2 separate regions of the Mus musculus genome follow, and region 1 is linked to region 2. A link is a contact called in public promoter capture Hi-C data. All regions are on one chromosome and are shown on one strand. Each heading gives the region's core, a stretch centred on a gene start, on an enhancer-like site or on the middle of the called end of the contact. The rest is flanking DNA. Distances are from core to core; before and after follow the strand shown.

What was found. Capture Hi-C pulls out chosen DNA fragments and counts their contacts.
Region 1: a promoter capture Hi-C map of adipose tissue shows a contact between it and region 2. The contact joins the promoter of Lst1 here to the promoter of Bag6 in region 2. A contact is called at or near these places in 4 of 39 promoter capture datasets (the SN4741 cell line, embryonic stem cells and macrophages), 1 of 15 datasets of contacts at CTCF or cohesin (CD8 T cells), 4 of 484 Hi-C or Micro-C datasets (CD8 T cells, embryonic stem cells and peritoneal macrophages), 8 of 115 datasets of contacts at active chromatin or transcription factors (CD8 T cells, the HPC-7 cell line, the SCID.adh cell line and 3 more) and 4 of 9 other capture datasets (adipose tissue, liver, macrophages and 1 more).

The regions. Positions count from the first base shown.
Region 1 is chr17:35,186,017-35,190,096 of GRCm38.p6, forward strand. It overlaps Lst1 (leukocyte specific transcript 1), which reads right to left and starts at 2,424. Exons shown (of 4, transcript NM_010734.2): 1 at 2,341-2,424; 2 at 930-1,025; 3 at 569-588. The coding sequence starts at 2,374.
Region 2 is chr17:35,134,202-35,138,023 of GRCm38.p6, forward strand. Bag6 (BCL2-associated athanogene 6) reads left to right here and starts at 1,299. Exons shown (of 26, transcript NM_001372261.1): 1 at 1,299-1,427; 2 at 1,914-2,034. The coding sequence starts at 1,927.

The DNA of each region.
Region 1 (4,080 bases), core at 1,174-3,673, 53 kb after region 2:
TGCCTCTATGTGGGATTTCAGTCACATGCCAGCGCTCTGGTTTTATGCTGCGCTGGGAATCAAACACAGTTCTACACCCGCTGGATAAGGACTGTTAACTAAACCACACTGCTAGCCACGCCCACGCCCCACCCACTTTGCTTTTGTTGTTCTTTTGAGACAGGGCGGCTCCTGTAGTCCTGATGGAACTCTTCTCTCTCGTTTTGTTTGTTTGTTTGTTTTTTAATTTCCTCTCTCACTCACTTCCTCCTCTCTACGTCCTTCTGGAGTGTTTTATATTCTTATAAACACACAATTCCCTCCCTCTCTTCTGGTTGCCTCTTTTTCTGCCTCTTTCATTTTCTCGTTCCTGCTACTTCCTCTTCCCTTTTCTCTCGGCTCCACCCCTTCATCCCAGCCCCACTCCCTACGTGGGTTTCCCTCGTCCCCTCACCCCCTGCCCGCACACCCTCCCACCTCCAGCCCCCCTCCCTCGCCCCCTTGCCCCCAGCCGCCACTTCCTTCCCCGCCCCTTCATCTGCTCCACCCCTCACCCTTCCCCCTTGTCTCCTCGTCCCCCCAGACTCACATTCCTTTCCAGTCTCTTCACTAGAAGAAAAAAAAAATGGTTCAGTAAGACCCCTTCCCTGACCCCCCCCCCCGCCAGAATGGCACCCCACATTGGCTCATCCATCCTAGGACAGCACCTCTCATTGAATCTGCTACCTCAGAATAGCACCCCACCCCAGGCCCCCAACGCCAGAGCAGCAGGTCTCCACCCCAGAACTGCCTTCCACAACACACCTACTGGAGCCCCACCCCTCCAACCTCGCTGGTTGCCATAGGAACCACAGCCAAAACCTGGGTCTTTTGGACAACTCTGGCCTTTTCTAGCAGTAGGAAGGGTGTGGAGGGCAAGCTGTGGGTGACCGAGATGCTCTAGGGCTTACCTCTCTGACTGAACCGGCACAAGCAGATGAACAGGATGATGACAAGCAGGAGGAGGAGCCCTCCCAGTCCCAGGCTCCCATTTAGCAGGAAATCATCTGGAAGGAGTATCTCTGAGAGGGTTTTTTTTTTCCCCACCAATTTCCCAACCTCCTGGTTAAATGTAAGTTTCCTAGCTTCCTATATTTTTCCTGGGTCCCCCTTCCCCAATTTTTTATTTTATCCTATCTTCCTCTCCCCGATCAATCCTGTTTTCTATTTTTTGACAATTTCATACATATATAAAAAGTCTCAGCCGGGCGTGGTGGCGCACACCTTTAATCCCAGCACTTGGGAGGCAGAGGCAGGCGGATTTCTGAGTTCGAGGCCAGCCTGGTCTACAAAGTGAGTTCCAGGACAGCCAGGGCTATACAGAGAAACCCTGTCTCGAAAAACAAAACAAAACAAAACAACAAAAAAAAAGTCTCTTGGTCATTTCCAAAGCCCTTTCTCCCTCTCCCCCCTCCCAACCCATGTCTCTCCCACCTTTCTGTCACTTTATGTTGAGAGTCTCATGTATCCTGGGAGGCCTTAGATTCTCCTAGTAGCCGAGTATGCTTGACTTTCTGATCCTCACACCCCTGTGTCGTGTCTTAAGTGCTAGCTTGGCAAGAGTGTACTACCATGGCTGTTTTATGTGGCTCTGGGGTCAAAGCCAGGACCCTGCTATCCTCTCACAGTTTAAAATACAGGAAAATATACTCTAGGAGATTTTGAGGGGGGGGCGGTGTTGTATTTTTGTATTAGTTTTTGTTTGCTTGTTTTGTTTTGTTTTTAAAGACAGGGTTTCTCTGTGGAGCTCTGGCTGTCCTGGAACTCTAGACCAGGCTGGTCTTGATCTCACACACAGAGATCCTCCTGCCTCTGTCCGCCATCCCAACCCCTCCGGCCCTCTTGCCCCCTCACTCCCACCTCCCCCCACTCTGGGATTAAAGGTGTGCACCACCACTGCCTGGCTTTTTTTTTTTTTCTTTCTTTCTGCAGTATCTTCTATAGTTTAGGCTGCTTCCAAATTTCCTGAAGCCTCATGCAGAGACAAGTCATGTCCTTGATTTCTAGTCCTTCGGACCACCCCACCTCTCTGGTGCTGGGATTACAGGAGACACTATAACCCAGGGCTTCGTGCCTACACATTCATTACCCAGACATATTTGTTACCCAGACTTCAACTTCTCACTTCCTCTAGAGATTCACCTACCGGGTTACCTCTCCTGACTATGCTCACTCCCTACTGTTTCCGGGTCTCAGGAGGCCCCTCTTCCACCTGTACTGCCTCATTCTGACCACTTCTCCTAATCCTGAACCCTGCTTTTCTTCCCTCACTCTCCAGCCCTCACATCCCTCCCCTTTCCGAACGGAGGGGTCCCTACTTACTGGTTGTGCAATTGTTACCAGATCCCATTGTCATCAGACATAGTCCAGGGACTGAGAACAGGCCTGAAGGTCAAGACTAAACTAATCCCTCTTCTGCTGGGCTTAATAGCTTGGGTTAGTCACGTGCCCCCAAGTTCCCCATCTCTGAGGCAAGGGGCCCCTTTACAGTCCTCATCCTCACTGGGCTGGGGATTTTATGTTTGTCTTTTTCTCTTTTTTGTTTTTTTGGCTTTTTTTGGAGACAGAGTTTCTCTGTGTAGCCCTGGCTGTCCTGGAACTCACTCTGTAGACCAGGCTGGTCTCAAACTCAGAAATCCACCTGCCTCTGCCTCCCAAGTGCTGGGATTAAAGGCGTGTGCTACCACTGCCTGGCTTATGTTTGTCTTAACATATTGTGGTACCCATTTTCCAGGCCAGGAGCCCGAGATTTTAACAAGGAAAGCCCAACGCAGCCCTATTGGTAGAGATGGATCTCTGTGAGTTCAAGCACAGCCAGAGCTACACAGTGAGACCCTGTCTCAAGAAGCGAACAAAAGCCGGGGCGTGGTGGCGCACGCCTTTAATCCCAGCACTTGGGAGGCAGAGGCAGGCGGATTTCTGAGTTCAAGGCCAGCCTGGTCTACATAGTGAGTTCCAGGACAGCCAGGGCTATACAGAGAAACCCTGTCTCAAAAAAACAAACAAACAAACAAACAAAAAAAAACCCAAAAAAATAAAGAAGCAAAAGCCAAGGGAGACTCAGAAGTAGCAGAGAAAGTGTTTAGCTGTATTGCCCCCTCCCATTTACTCTGCCCCAGGCTGATGGGGGTGGGAAAGGCAGCGGGGGGGGGGGGCACTTGGAGGAAGCTGGAAACACTGCTCAATCCTGAATGCTGGTGAGAGGGCTGGTGAAGGCAAGGGAGCCAGGGTCTGGAGTAGTTGTGGGAACCACTGGGAAACCAGAGAGAAGGGTGCCCTTTCCCAGGAGGGAGGACCTTATTTGGCTGGTGTGGAGTAGTGGCTACCAAGAATGCTTTAACTTCCCCTTGGGTACTTCCTGCCCTTTAACTGCTGGTTCCTGTTTGAGGGTAGATAGAGGCCCCTCACTTGAGGGACAACAGCGTGAAACTCAGAACCTCCCAGTTATAAGGGGCATGCTGTAGGTTTGAGGGACCCCTGAGGAGCTGTGATGAATCAGGGACAGAACAGATTATTATTAGTAGTTATTATTATTAGCAGAATTTTGCTATGTAGCCCAGGCTGACCTGAGGCTCACCATCTTCCTGCCTCAGCCTGCAGAGTATACGGCGGGCCACCACTTTCAGCTGCAGCTTCTTTTCTTTGGAAAATGAAGGCACAAGAGCTCAGAGGGTAGGGTGTGAATGCAGATTCCTTCGGGTTCAGGGAACTCCAAATCCATAGTCTGGCCTCCATTTATCCCAGCAGGTTTCCCGTCTCATCCCGGATCTCCACCCACTCCCCGCTGACCCAGACTCTTGGTTTACAGTGGGGACACATTCAACTGTTCAGAGTGGAAAGAAGCTCCCCACCGCAGGCATTCTGCCCCTCCCGCAGTTTTAGCCTCTTTCCACTGCCTCTGTGCCTCCTTGCATCTAGGAGAGGAAGAATAGCCATTGGGAGATGGTGTTACATCTTTCCTTTGAGATTCCTAGATATCATTAGGGTGGTTACTCCCTCAGCCCCAGCCTCCCGGTTCACCCTGTACTGGTAAAGGAATGTCCACCTCCTCCAGGGGCCCCC
Region 2 (3,822 bases), core at 49-2,548:
TTCAATCCCCTTTCTTTTTCTTCCTTCTTTTCTTTTCTATTTTATTTTATTTTATTTTATTTATTTTATTTTATTTGTTTGTTTTTGAGACAGGGTTTCTCTGTGTAGCCCTGGCTGTCCTTGAACTCACTTTGTAGACCAGGCTGGCCTCGAACTCAGAAATCCGCCTGCCTCTGCCTCCCAAGTGCTGGGATTAAAGGTGTGCACCACCACGCCCGGCTTTTCTTTTCCTTTTTTAAAGATTTATTTATTTTATGTATGTGAGTACACTGTCGCTGTCTTCAGACACACCAGAAGAGGGTGTCAGATCTCATTACGGATGGTTGTGAGCCACCATGTAGTTGCTGGGAATTGAACTCAGGACCTCTGGAAGAGCAGACAGTGCTCTTCATCTCTTGAGCCATCTCTCCATTCCCTTGGTCCCTTCTTAAAGTCTTGTCCTTTAATCTGATCCGCAAGGCACCCGTTCTCTTTTCTTTCTTTTTTTCTACAAAGCTCTTAAAAAGCAGCAGAAATGTCTCAAAACCAAAAAATGCAATAGAATTTTTTTTTATCCTTAAACATGGCACTCCCTCGGAGATCTCAATAAACAGGATGCTCAAAGTCTGCAAAGAGCCCAACCGGCCTAATCCCGCCAGGAACTAGAGTCGGGCACAAGCAAACACAGCCCGCGGAACGCCACCAGCCGTCCACGAAAAAGAGTGGCTTCCGGAAGAACAGAAATGATGGGAGGACCAGAGGTCTTGCAGAGTTTTAGGTAGTTAGAATTGTGCCTGTAAACGTCTCTGACCATCAAGATGGGACGTTGATTAACGAGGTGCACTCCACACAAGTCTCACAATTTTTCTCGAGGAAATTACAGCATCTCACTCAGTCATTTTTCTTTAGGCGTTTCCAGTAGCCACCCCGGTCCGGTTGCACTCTGGCGCGCGCAGGGAAGAAACGCACATAGCCGGAGGGGGGCGGGGAAGTACTTAGAGTGTGCGCACGCGTGGCGCCGCTCACGCAGGCGCAGTGCGGTCCCCCGGGCGACGACGGCGGCGGCGGCGGCTCCTCCGGGTGGTCGGCTCCCTCCCATCTCGGCCGGCCCGGGCCCGTCTCGCCCCCCAGAAACTCACTGTTCGGGGCTGTGGACTTTCTCATCGTGCCCCACGAAAGTAAATCGGGGGAGACTGGGGGAGCCGGAAGTACCGCCTCGAGATCCCCCCAAATACGATCGGGGAAACGGAAGTGGCCCTTGGTGCCAGGTTGGGGGAGACCGGAAGTGACGGTACCGTGGGGACGTCGGGGGCGGAGCCACAGGGTGGTGGGCTGTGTATGTGTGTTTGTATGTGTTTGGTCGCGTGTTGGTTAAGTCGTGTTGCTGGAATACCGAGGAGAGGCGGAGGCGGAAGGCGGGGGCGGTCAGCGAGCCCGTCCAGCCTCCCGTGAGTGTCCGCGGTCTTGGGTCGGTGGTGATTTAGGCGGGTTCGATTGTGGTGCTGCGCGTGCGCGAAGCCACTTTTCTCTGCCGAGTCTAGCGCGACCCTCCCCCCACCCCTCGCGTTGTCCTAGGATTTCCCGATCTCTCGGGCGCTTGCTCGGTCGCGACCGGTGATGACACTGGCCTCTGGTCGGTCTCGTGCTTGCTTCCCTGATTCCTAGCCCAACTGGCTCTCCCTATTGTGATTGGCATGGTGGAGCCCCTCCCACCTCTCGTCCTTCATCTCCCTATGCCGTCGATCTCCTACCCTTTGTGTTTCTGTTCCTGTGCCCCCGAATCAAAAAGGGGGGATGAGAAGGAGGATGAATATATCTGCTTGTGTATGAGAAACTTTGAAGGGATTGGGGCGGAGATTGGGTCCAGAGAGGCTTCCGGGTGTATAAAATACAGTGCGACCGACAGCGAACCCCCCCCCCTCGTTCTTCTTTAGAGAGCTGTCGGCCATGGAGCCGAGTGATAGTGCCAGTACCGCTATGGAGGAGCCTGACAGCCTGGAGGTACTGGTGAAGACCCTGGACTCTCAGACTCGGACTTTTATTGTGGGGGCCCAGGTGAGACACCAGTACTTTGTAGAAGGATGCGCCTGATTTTCTTGTCATTGACTCTTTTGTCCCTTACTGGATAGGACATCTGATGTACCTATTGAGTGAGGGGATGTGGTTACTGTTGAGTGAGGCCGATTTGGAGTCTGTCTTCACTTTGACAGAACTCAGTGAAGAGGAAAGTAGAGAGGAGGGATCTATACCTGTTCTGTGCAGACCCCAGCCCAAAGAGACAGACATGACTCTGGCCTTTGGGACCAGACACAACACAGGGGGCACCTTGGACAAGAATGGTGTGTCACAGGGACCTCAGACAAGTTTGGTGTGGGTTTTTTTTTTTTTTTTTTAAACAGAGTGTTCACAGCTTGGTACTATTTTTATAAGATTAAGGAAACCTGCTTTCATCCACTGTGAAGTAGACTTGTCAATAGCTGAGGCATGGTTTGAGCCTCCTGACCTTAGTGCACTGTGGCCACTGCATAATTCTTTGAGACAACCACCATGAGGAGGTCATTTTTGTGGTTTTTAAAGCAGATATTTAAAAAGCCACATAGACTTTTGTCTGTAGGTACATGTGATAGTTAATTTGGCCCTACCAAGAATTACTTAATGTCTTTCCGGGAGGTGGGCACAGGATCTCCTATAGCCCAGGCTAACTTTGGCCTCTGACCACTGTGCCTTCGTCGTCTATGTGGTCGTCTATGTGCTAGGATTATATGCACTATAACAGAGGACCACATCTGACTTGGCTTGGTCCTTTTTTTCTTACATAGTGAAATGTCTTAGAACTGATGGTCTTGTACTCATGATCCTCCTGTCTCTGCTTTCCAAGCTTGGAATTTCAGTTGTATGCTATTGCTATTTTTGGTTTGTTTGTTCTTTTTTTCCACCTTCCCTTATTTTTATTTATTTATTTATTGCATGTATGTGGTTCTGATGGGTACTGAACCTTGGACCTAGCACAGAGCACTTACTACTGAACCGTATATTGTGTGTTCCTTTCTGACCTTTGTTAGTTATCTTTCCAGACCCTGCCTCCCAACCCCATGGTGGTAATGGTTGTTTTGGGTTGTGTGTATTTTTGGTTTCTTTTAGAAGATTGTATTTGTTTTTATTTTATATGTGAGTGCTTTCTCTGGAAATACACATGTGCACCTTGTGTGCACTTGGTGCCTGAGAAGGTCAGACTCTGCAACCTGTGGCCTTTTCTTCATGTGGAAGTTAGGAAACTATAGCCCCAAACTATAGCCCCTACTTTGTTACAGATGGTTGTAACAACCTCGAACTCAGAAATCCGCCTGCCTCTGCCTCCGGAGTGCTGGGATTAAAGGCGTGCGCCACCACGCCCTGCTTGCTTCATTTTGTGTTTTAAGTCAGGGTTTCACTTTGCAGTCATGGCTGTCCTGGTAGTCAGATCCACCTAGCTCTGTATCCTTGAGATTAGTGGCTGTGCCAGTGCCTGTCTATCTGCATTCAGCTTTGAGATTATGGCCTTGAACACCTGCTATTGTTTTAGTTTAGAAAAGGATCACTGGTATCTCTAGATACTGGATAGCAGAGAGGGAGAAAGGGAGAGCTATTCGGCTTCTTTCGTATAGGTTTTAGTTATTTACTGTTGTTGTGATTTGGATTTTTTTTTAAATTAATTTAATCTCTGTACATTGGTCTGACTATTTTAGAACTCACTACGTAAAGCAGGCAGGCCTCAAACTCACAAGAGATCCACCTGCTTCTGCCTCTCAAATGCTGGAGGCATACACACCACGTCCCACTTATTTTTAATTATGTATTGGTATG